Linked DNA regions of Sus scrofa: all the other regions are linked to region 3. The links are chromatin contacts, called in public Hi-C and promoter capture Hi-C maps. All regions are on one chromosome and are shown on one strand. Each heading gives the region's core, a stretch centred on a gene start, on an enhancer-like site or on the middle of the called end of the contact. The rest is flanking DNA. Distances are from core to core; before and after follow the strand shown.

What was found. Promoter capture Hi-C pulls out the DNA fragments that hold promoters and counts their contacts. A called contact is a pair of places that touch in the nucleus more often than the background predicts.
Region 1: a Hi-C map of embryonic fibroblasts shows a contact between it and region 3, with 2.1 times the contacts expected there. The contact joins the enhancer-like site here to the promoter of AKIRIN2 in region 3. A contact is called at or near these places in 3 of 47 Hi-C or Micro-C datasets (adipocytes and embryonic fibroblasts) and 2 of 2 datasets of contacts at active chromatin or transcription factors (alveolar macrophages and skeletal muscle).
Region 2: a promoter capture Hi-C map of liver shows a contact between it and region 3, with 2.7 times the contacts expected there. The contact joins the promoter of SLC35A1 here to the promoter of AKIRIN2 in region 3. A contact is called at or near these places in 1 of 5 promoter capture datasets (liver), 1 of 47 Hi-C or Micro-C datasets (fetal skeletal muscle) and 2 of 2 datasets of contacts at active chromatin or transcription factors (alveolar macrophages and skeletal muscle).

Annotation. Positions count from the first base shown.
Region 1 is chr1:56,256,879-56,260,532 of Sscrofa11.1, reverse strand. No RefSeq gene overlaps it. Among named protein-coding and RNA genes, the nearest start is that of TRNAE-UUC, 45 kb to the left of the region's middle. Within about 2 kb of position 1,407, at least 6 of the 83 cell types and tissues checked have an H3K27ac peak or open chromatin away from gene starts, as enhancers often do. A contact at or near this core is called in embryonic fibroblasts and skeletal muscle, where this site is marked.
Region 2 is chr1:55,857,673-55,861,011 of Sscrofa11.1, reverse strand. SLC35A1 (CMP-sialic acid transporter) reads right to left here and starts at 1,393. Exons shown (of 8, transcript XM_003353254.5): 1 at 1,098-1,393. The coding sequence starts at 1,113.
Region 3 is chr1:56,067,654-56,071,164 of Sscrofa11.1, reverse strand. It overlaps AKIRIN2 (akirin 2), which reads left to right and starts at 1,583. Exons shown (of 5, transcript NM_001278752.1): 1 at 1,583-1,817. The coding sequence starts at 1,583.

The DNA of each region.
Region 1 (3,654 bases), core at 158-2,657, 190 kb before region 3:
GATAAAAGAAGCTTTTCGGTATAGAAAATAAAACGGCTTTTCAAATAGCCTCTCACCACAGTTAGTAATAATTTATGCTTGGTGAACAGGAAAATATGCTGAATTTATTCATTTTACTGCGCACCGCCTGTCGAAAGGGCAAGCTGATAGAGAGTAGGGGTGGGTAACTTATCAGGATTTGCAAATCTGATATAAAAGATTTTTGTAATTCCTCCGGACTTCATGAGGAGAGGAAAATTAACTCTGAAGGTGCAGAACAAAAAAATTCCTCTTACTGTCAGAGCCATGGTATCTGGCATTTTACCACATAGGCGGTTCTAGATGCTGCTTTTTCTTTTGTCCTCCAATATAAATGTTTGCCACACTTTTGAGCCCTTATAAAAAATTATGTCACAGCAGATCATCTGTGGTTATGAACCTAGAGTCTGGCCTAGTTTCATGGGCACTTTCCTGCCCCACTTTCATAAACACCTCTAATAGCTGGATAGCAGTTTACTCTCCTCCTCTGCCAACCAGCCCCGTTGCTTTAGTCAGGGCATATTTGTTTTCAAGCCTAATTATTTCTGAAGGAAAACTTAATTTTCTTGCATGATTTCCAGGCAATGTTTTAGAATGTCTTGTGTTTCCTGTCCACTTTGAAATGAAAGATGGTTTTTATATGCCCAGGTGGTCTCCTCATGTAGTAGGAGCTGTTGAAATGCCTTACTTTCAAACAATTGTTCAGAGGACATCTGTGGCTTTCTGCTTCACGTGGCAGACAGGCCATTAGGTACAGCTTGAAATTTAGAAAATTAGCCTAAATCAAAGTGCATCGGATAAACAACAAGGTGCTATTACATAGCACAGGGAACTATATTTAATATCCTGTAATAAAACCATAATGGAAAAGAGTTTTTAAAAAAATTAAAAGGCAGATAACTGAAGTCTTAACTCATATGTCACCTCTTTCTTTTTGCCAACATGTCAACCAGTAAAATCTTTACCATAAGTTAAAATTACAGCATGAAGTTTGGGGCATTTTGAAGAGAAAAAAGGTGTAAAGAGTTCAGAATTTAGCAGGCCCATTGTATAGACCTGATATGTTTGGGTTTTTTGTTTGTTTTTTGTTTTTAAAAGCACATCACAAAATTCTAGCTGAAAACCCGTTACATACTATGGCTTAATGATACTATGTCTCATTTGTAAAAATGATAGCTTAAACATGAAAATACTGCATTTTCTAGACAAAAGCTTCTTTCTGTACCCACTTCTTTTCCCGTTTAAGTCTGAAAGGACACAGGCAATGCCACCCACTAAGAATTCTTGGAGGTAGCTGGGCAGAAACCTCAAATTTCAAAATAACCACACTCTGGCCTACCACAACCACATCCTGGATCGTCAAAAGTGAGGAAATCCAATGATGAAAGTTTTTCTTCATCCCACAGGAATCTGGGGGGAGGGGAAGGGCTACATAGCTCTAGCTACTGAACCCATGGTTTTGACATTTTTGAGCTTTCTTCCCCTGAGGCTGTATCTCCAAATATTGCTGTAGTCACCTATATGGAGAGCCAATCCATCCATGAACTGAACACAAACACATGCTCCAAAAAGCCATGCTCCTCAGAGGCCCAGGCCCTCTCCTCACATGTGGAGACAGCTCTGAAGCAGAATCAGACTCATAATCACACCGCAATTGTGAAGCCCAGAGGCAGTATGGGATGCCAAAGGAAATTGCAGTTTCCCAAGTACCATCCAGTCAAGGGTTTCCATACTCTCCTAGAATTCCTTTCATCACTACCACTCAAAGGGTTAACAGTGTGGAGTCTTTCATCTTGGTGTGTTTGATTATTCATCCTTAGGTGGTAACCTAGAGATAGGATCTGGTCAAAGAGTTCCATTCCTTGCCCTTGCTGCTTCCTAAGTCATGAAAACCGTACTCTTAAGAACGTCCTTTGACTAGTTCCTTGCCTTCATTCTGAGGGATATAGGTAAAGCCTTGGCATAATCAAGAAAAATGGCAGGTACTCAGCTTACCCACCAGAAGCAAAGTACCACCGTTTAAAATAAAAATAAAATACAGCTCTTCCATCCCCAGTGGACTTTTCACTCACTAAAGAAGCATCATGATAAACCAGGAAGTCTGGGCTTTGGGTCAGACATACTTGGATATAAATTTCTACTCTATTAACTGTGCATCCTTGAGCAAGTTATCCTCATCTTTGAGCCTGTTTCCTCAAATTTAAAAGACTTTGATGAAGAAGCAATGCAAAACCCTGTGGGGCACGTAGTAAGCACATAAAAAATGTAAGCTATTATTATTGTAATTTCCTTCATAGAGAGGCTGTGCAGAATTAAATGAGATAATATCTGTGGGAGATCTGGCTCACTGGTAGGAGCTCAACAATTAATTCCTTTCTTCTTAGAGAAAATTAAGTCCCTTCTGAATCTGAGATTTTTTTATCAAGCTATAATTAATGTACAATATTATGTTATAGGTATAAAATATAGTGACTCAATTTTTAAAGGTAATGCTCTATTTATAATTATCATAAAATATTGGTTATATCCACCTGCTGTACAACGTATCCTTCTAGCTTTTTTTTTTTAGGGCTGCACCCACAGCATATGAAAGTTCCCAGGCTAGGGGGTCAAATCAGAGCTGCAGCTGCCAGCCTACACCTCAGCCACAGCAACGCAGGATCCGAGCCGTGTCTGCGACCTACACCATAGCTCACAATAATGCTTAACCCACTGAGTGAAGCCAGGATCAAACCCACAACCTCATGGATACTAGTCAGGTTTATTATCACTGAACCACAATAGGAACTCCCCCTTACAACTTATTTTATTTTTTTAAATTTTTATTTATTTATTTATTTATTTTGTCTTTTTTTTTTTTTAGCTATTTCTTGGGCTGCTCCCACGGCATATGGAGGTTCCCAGGCTAGGGGTCGAATCGGAGCTGCAGCCACCGGCCTACGCCAGAGCCACAGCAACGCGGGATCCGAGCCGCGTCTGCAATCTACACCACAGCTCACGGCAACGCCAGATCGTTAACCCACTGAGCAAGGCCCGCAACCTCATGGTTCCTAGTCGGATTCGTTAACCACTGCGCCACGACGGGAACTCCTACAACTTATTTTATACATAATAATTTATACCCTAATCCCCTTCCCCATGTTGCTCCTCCCCCTTCCCCTCTTCCCACTGGTAACCACTATTTTGTTCACCATATTTATGAGTCTGCTTCTTTTTTGTTATATTCACTAGTTTGTTGTATTTTTTAGATTCCACATATAAGTGATACCATATAGCATTTGTATTTCCCTGACTTATTTCACTTAGCATAATGGCCTCCAAGTCTATACATGCTACTGCAAATGGTGAAATTTTCTTCTTTTTATGGCTGAATAGTATTCTATTGTGTGTGTGTGAGCACCACAGCTTCTTCATCCATTTTTTTGTTGAGGGACACTAAGGTTGTTTCCATGTCTTCACAATTGTAAATAATGATGCTGTGAACATTGCAGTATATGTATTTTTTCAAATTAGTATTTTTGTTTTTTTTTGGATATAGGCCCAGAAGTGAAATTGCTGGATCATATGATAATTCAATTTTTAGTTTTTTGAGAAACCTCTGTACTGTTTTCCACAGTCGCTACACCAATTTACATC
Region 2 (3,339 bases), core at 144-2,643, 210 kb after region 3:
TTACAAAAAGACGCTTAAGGTTGGGTTTATTTGAAATGGGAGAACAGGTAAGAGAAGCACATACAGCTAATGCAACTACAAACAATGCTCTCTGGGCAGAGCTAGAGTAATAAACGTGGCCTCTCCAACCAGGAAAATAATTTGGCACCCATGCGAAAAACTATTCCTCAAATATTTGTTCAACATTTATTCAAAGGTGAAGCCAAGACCTCGATGGGAGAAGGTTGGAGAAAGAATCCGGGTGCTGCTCAACCTTTCCTAGCCACTGCTCTAATTCAGCCCTGCTCTTAACTCACTTACCCCGCTCAGCAAAACAAAAGTGCTGCGGAGTTAATCAGACTCATCCTCATGAAATGGCAATTAGTCATCAAATATTATTACTCTAATGTGCTACCCCTGGGGAAGGGAAGAGTTGTGGATCTCACCCTCCCCCATCCCCCGCCAAAATACCAAAGTGTTTCTTCTAACCATATACAACATTCTCCTTGGAAATAACTCTGTTAACGACTGCCTTTTCCATCTCGTTACGGTTTCAGTTTGTTTTAATGTCCCAGTTCAGTGACTGTTACGTGGACCAGCCGCCGCTTAGACACTACACCCAGAGCATGCCCTTAAACCTCTGAGCATCCTAGGTCAGGAGACGCAGCAGAGACCGCCACCGCGGTGACCCCGGGCCGGACGGAGAACGGTCCTGCCTCCTTTGGGTGAGGCGGATGCAGCCCGGAACCTGCGCCCCGACCCTTCGCCGGGTCCGCCGCTGCCTGGGCCTGTCTGAATTCGGGTCCCACCCACTACCCGCTCGTCGAGGCAGGCGGCGTCTTGGGCCGCGGAACTGCCCAGCGCGGAGTCCGCCGCGGGGAAAGCAGCTGCAGTGGGAGGCTGGCTGCCCCGCGCTGCCCAGACAGGCGGCGGCGGGCGCTCCAGCCCGGGAGCGGCTCAACACAACTCCAGATGCCCGTCGCCCGCGCCTGGCCCCGGGGCCCGGAGCCCTGCGGGCGCGAGGGATGCTGCACCGCCGACAGGTGCGGACCAGCGCTGACGCTCATTCGCCACCGCCCCCCGGGGGCTTCCCCTGTCCCGGCGACCGCCAATCTCACCTCTTGGGGCAGCCATGGTTCCCCGACAGCCCCGCGCGGAACTGACGCGCGCCCCCTCTGCGAGCGCTGCCCCGGACACCGGGGACCGCCCCCTGAGGTCATAGAGACGAAAGCCGCTCGGCCTAGAGCGCCTCGCCGGCCAGTGGCCGCCGGCTTGCCGCCCAGCCAAACACCAAGATTAGGCTCAGGAATCCAACTGCTACCGAAAAGGGAACGACCCGGATGGAGGAGAGGACTGTACCGCCAAGTATATGTGGACAACAGCGTAACACTCGGTTCCAAGGCCGTCCTTTTGTAAACTACAGCTCCCGGCCGGTTAAGGAAACGGAGTTAAGGGAGCGGAGCTTTGCCTTCTGGGAGTTGTAGTCCTCAGCAACGTGACTTGGCGGCAAATAGGATTTGGGCTTAGGCAATGATTCACGGATGTCAAAGCTGTTGTAGGACCACCCAGAACTTGTAAAGAAACAGAAACTACGTTCAGCAACCTTGGCAACTTTTGTAACTTTCACCTCGCTCATTAACTGCCATTGTTACCTCTTATTTAAACTTAATATAGTTATTATTGTTCAGAGTCTTGTGCCTGTGTCCTTATCATTAGCATTGCCATTGGTTATATTTACCCAGCCAGACATTAACTGCACGATCTTCACACGACAAATGGGCTTCATAAATAGTATATGTGTCCATAGGTATTTACTTCAACCGCTATAATCTTTACTTTCACTAAAGCATATTAATTAGCATAAGCGATGTTGGAAATAATTCATTGGCAAAATGAATGGCTTTCGAGATATGTAGTTTGGTTAAAAATACCTCATTTCTTACAGGAACATGATCTGGGGGAGAATAGTAGCTCACATACTCTCTCTCTCACACACACACACACACACACACAAATTGATCAAAATTGGTGTGCTGGGTAAAATGCTTTTTGGGGGACTGGTTTTGTGGCATTCCTGGTTCACGTAACCTATCGTGCTGCTCTTCCCTACTTTTCTTGTAAATTTTCATTGCCCACAAAGATTTTGTATTCCATTGGCATGAGCCTTGCTTGACTAGATTTTGATGTCTTTTGCCCTAACCTGATAAGCCCAATTCCACCAGGGACAAAGCTATCGTCAGAGTCAGGATTATCGACCCGTTCCAGTGAGGGAAGCTGTACACCACAGTCAGTGAGACATGTCTCAGACAACAAAGGAAAAGACAGGGTTATAGAATCTGGGGGAAGGATGGACTCAGGTGAAATTTTAAAAGTGTTTTGATATATTTAAAGCAGAGCTGTGTGTTAAAAAAAAAAAAATCAATATTAGATCTGGGCTGCAAAAGAGGCTCAGGATCCTGTTCCTCGGAAACTGCAAAGTTACATTTCAAGAGCCCCTTAAATGAAGGCTGTGCACCTAGATTGGAAACTGAGGCTGCTTCTTTGCGTCAAAGCCACTAAAATCTTTACAGAAGAGTGGACTGTTTCATTCTTCCTGATACAATTTCAACAGCAAGTTTCCTAACACTTTATGATTTTCGAGGACAAAATTCTTTTAGTGAATTTAGAAAGTAGATACTCAAAAACCAGGGGTTGTTATTATACTTTGCAACTGCAGCATATCCTTGAAATTTTATTTCCTGTTAACTTTGCAGACGGCATTTCTGTTATCCCAGCCCAAGCAGTGGCCAAATGGATATTATATTCTTTTTCTTTTTCTTTTTTTTCTTTTTTTTGCCATTTCTTGGGCTGCTCCCGCGGCATATGGAGGGTCCCAGGCTAGGGGTCCAATCAGAGCTGTAGCCGCCAGCCTCCGCCAGAGCCACAGCAGCTCGGGATCTGAGCTGCATCTGCAACTTACACCACAGCTCATGGCAACGCCGGATCCTTAACCCACTGAGCAAGGCCAGGGATTGAACCCACAACCTCATGGTTCCTAGTCAGTTTCGTTAACTACTGAGCCACGACGGGAACTCCATGGATATTATATTCTTAAGCCAACCTCACTTTTACTTTCCTTGTTTTCAATTATCCTAAGTATTGGAGGGGAAAAAATATCGGTTTAATGTATATTTTTTATGTATACCTAGATTTCTAAAAACTTGGTTAAAGCAAGGCACAGCCATCTTCCATCTTCAACATCTGAGTCATAAGTTCATTTGCCTGATGACAAAATAACTTTTCAGCAGCTGTTGCCTTCTCCATCTGAGAACTGATTGTCTCTATGATATTCCTGATTGTCACTATCAAACTGCAGTATTT
Region 3 (3,511 bases), core at 334-2,833:
ATCATTTGATAATATAGCATTCACGTAGATAACTAGTTTTGTATTGGATTGGTGATAGCTTCCATAGGCAAAGGACTGATGACAGTTTTTCACATAAATCATTTTATAATTAATGCTTTATTTGATTTCTATTTTAGGTACCTGATTAGAAATATAACTTCTAGGAAATTTTTTTTTTCTTCTTACAAAATGGGTCCCAAATGGGTCTACTCCCTAGACATTTCATTGTCTTTTAATTTTTACCATTCGTTAAGATATACACCAGTATTCAACAGAGACAGTACAATTTCTGATGTCACTAGCTTTTTATCCAAGGCAAAACAATTTACATCTGCGTGTCGTTCAAACCCTTTTCATTTAAAGGGTAAAGCGGAATTTAATAAGTGGATGCAAGCAGCTACCTGGGAAGGGCAAAGCATCGAGTACAATCAAGGTTCCCGTAACCTGATACTATTACTGTTGTTCTCTTGCAGTCCTAAATAGGTTCCATAATCTTATTATTTCCTAGCCCCTCCATGTGACAGGTTGTGTCTTGGCCACTCTTATTATCAAAACTAATCTGTCTTGAGTTGTTAGGTGGGATTAGCTTTCTCTTTCTCGGTTGTTCAATCACTGTAGGAGCGGTACCAGGACAACTATGTCCTGAAATTTAAAGGTGGTTTTGTTGTTGCTGTTGTTGTTGTTGTTTTTAAAGCCTGCTTTCCCCACTGGTTGGCTTTCCTTTTTTCCCACTCTCTCTGAGCCTTTTCTTTTTTTCTCTTTCGCTCAGTTCCTTTTACATTCAAGCTGTGTAGGGGGATTTAAATTCCGATCCGGAACTCGGAATCGTGCGCCTTGAATGACGGGAGTCGTAGTTTCCGTGACTCCTCCCTAACCGCTTCTCACGCCGATTCTTCCGTAGAGTGAAAAACTACAAATCCCAGAATGCACATTTGGGTCGCCCACCCTCTATGCGCACGCGCCTTGAGGCCGCAGGATTTGAATCGGCGGCGTTGTTATTGACGCCATATTGGGGCCGGCGGCGGGTGGAAGAGTCGTACAGTGGAGGGGTTAGCGGCTGGACGTGTTCGCCTGAGCTCCTGCCGCCGCCGCCACCTCACAATCCTGCCGCATCGACCGCCGCTCTCTAGCTTCTGACCCTGTCTCGACGGGGGGCGGGGGTCTTAGGAGCCGTGTCCCAGCCTCACACCTCACGGGGCTGGTATCGACTTCTGAAGGAACCGGTCTCAGCGCAGGAGCGCCTCGGGCGCGGCGCAAAGCCCGAACGGACGGCGGGGGCGGCTGGAGCCTCTCCCGGGGGAGCCGCGCCTGAGGAGGCGGAAGAGCCCCCCTGACGCGGCCGGCGTGAGCTGCTGCCACCGCCCCTCCCGTTCTCGCCCCGGCCGGCCTGGGCCACTGCCCCTGCCGCTGAGGCGGCGGCGGCGGCGGCTCTGCTCCCCTCGTCGGCGCTCCGCCATCCGCCTCTCCGCTCTAGAGCCGGTCGGTTAGGCTCTTCGGGGCCTCGCTCTCCCCCCTTCCCTTGCCCTCCCCTCCCGTACCCCTCCTCTACCCCACCCAAGCCCGGCTCCCCGGCGGCCCGGCCATGGCGTGCGGAGCTACTCTGAAAAGGACTCTGGATTTCGACCCGCTGCTGAGCCCAGCGTCCCCAAAGCGGAGGCGATGTGCGCCATTGTCGGCGCCCACCTCGGCTGCCGCCTCCCCGTCGTCGGCGGCCGCGGCCACAGCCGCCTCCTTTTCGGCCGCCGCCGCCTCGCCGCAGAAGTATCTCCGAATGGAGCCGTCTCCCTTCGGCGACGTCTCCTCCCGCCTCACCACAGGTGGGACTCGGCTCTGCGGCCGCCGGTTCGGGGGGTGGGGTGCGGGGGAGAAGAGAGGACAGGGTCCTGGGGCGCGGGATGCGGCCACGAGGCTGGGGGTGCTGGACTGCTCCCCGTTCTTAGCAGAGTCCTCGGGCGACCACGTTTCTTTTAATCTCCTCCGGTCTTAGAGACACAATAGAAACGGCCTGATGTCAAGGGGGGGAGGTCAGGGTGGGGGTGGGTAGGGGCCATTCCTTGTCGGGTATTGTGGGGAAGAGGAAGATCTTTTTCTTGGGTCTGAATGACTGGAATCGAACGTTTCCGTAGTCTGGAGAGCCCCAGCGGAAATGATCAGAGAGGGTGCTACACGGAAATACAGGCAGGAGAAGGGTCACACATTTCGCCCCAATCTCAATGGCTGTCTTCCTGAATCGATTGGTTGCACCTATTAACTCTGGGACTGGGTGGTTTGAGGAGAGGCAGCAGCCCCTCCTCCGGTTCAGACATGGCTGATTTTAGTACCGAGGGGGTGGGGGGTGGGGAGGAATGTCACTGGGGCGAGATCTAGGCCTGTCATTAATCACCCACAAGAACGCCACTTTGGCTGAGTCAAGACCTGTTTCCCTAGCAGGGTCAACAACAAAGAAAATGCTCTTCCCGAGTACTGTAATATGATCAAACTATACGTCTAGACCTTGAGAAACTTGAACTTTTAATGAAAAGCAAATTGTATTGAAAATCGGGGTTGAGTAGGTGCTTTTAGTTGGAAGTGCTTTATTTCTGCCCAGAAGAGTAGTTGGAAGAAAAAAACCTAGGCCTTGAGACTAGTAAAGAAATAAACTCAAGATTCCGAGGGACTTAAGACTATTTTTGCTTTTCATCTTGAAGCATTTCCTGAAAGTGACCACGGGGAAATACCTCTTGGCTGCTTTGTACTGCATGTGTATGTCCAGTTTTTTCTGTACTTTGAAAATCCTCATGCGCCCCTGGCACACAAGGGATAGGATAGCTTTTGTGGACTGGTAGTGTAAATGTTTCCTTTGTGTGTAGCACGCAAAGGTTTCATGTGTGAGCCTTTGGTAATAATATGATCTGTAGACAAAGCCTTTTCATAGCTTGATTTACTTGTTTCTTTTTGGTTGGCTTAAAAAAATCTTCAGTATTTACCTCTGTTTGGTAACTTCCATTTGGAATTGACTTAGTTTTGTTTTTTCAGGTCAGATTTTAAAATATCCTTCCTCAAATGCCTAGGGTATTTTTTTTTTTTTTAAACTATTGAAACAGTGTCAAGAATGAGCTCCTGATGATTAACGTTATTTTTAGAGTTTGTCTTTTTAGTGAAATGGTATCATTGAAAATTGAAATGATACGGTGGAATCTTAACTAAAAGGCCACTTAAAAATAGCTCTAGCTAACCAGCAGTGAATTTCATTTGAGGGGAGTCAATTAATATAGTGTTAGGTTTGAGAGTTAAAAGTATATCTCAGTGCTAAAATAGTCTTGTGCATATAAGGTAAGTCAGCTAGGGGCAATATTGGTCTTCACTTTAAAGGGAATTAATTCACAATTTTGTGAGCCTTTGCAAATTTGTCTTCACTGATAGATTTGTAGTGTTGGCTGATACACTTGGCTCTGCAGTATCGTACATTAAGTGGACTAAATATAAATAGTAAAGTAACTGGAATTACTGGAATTGTTTAAGCTTGCTGATT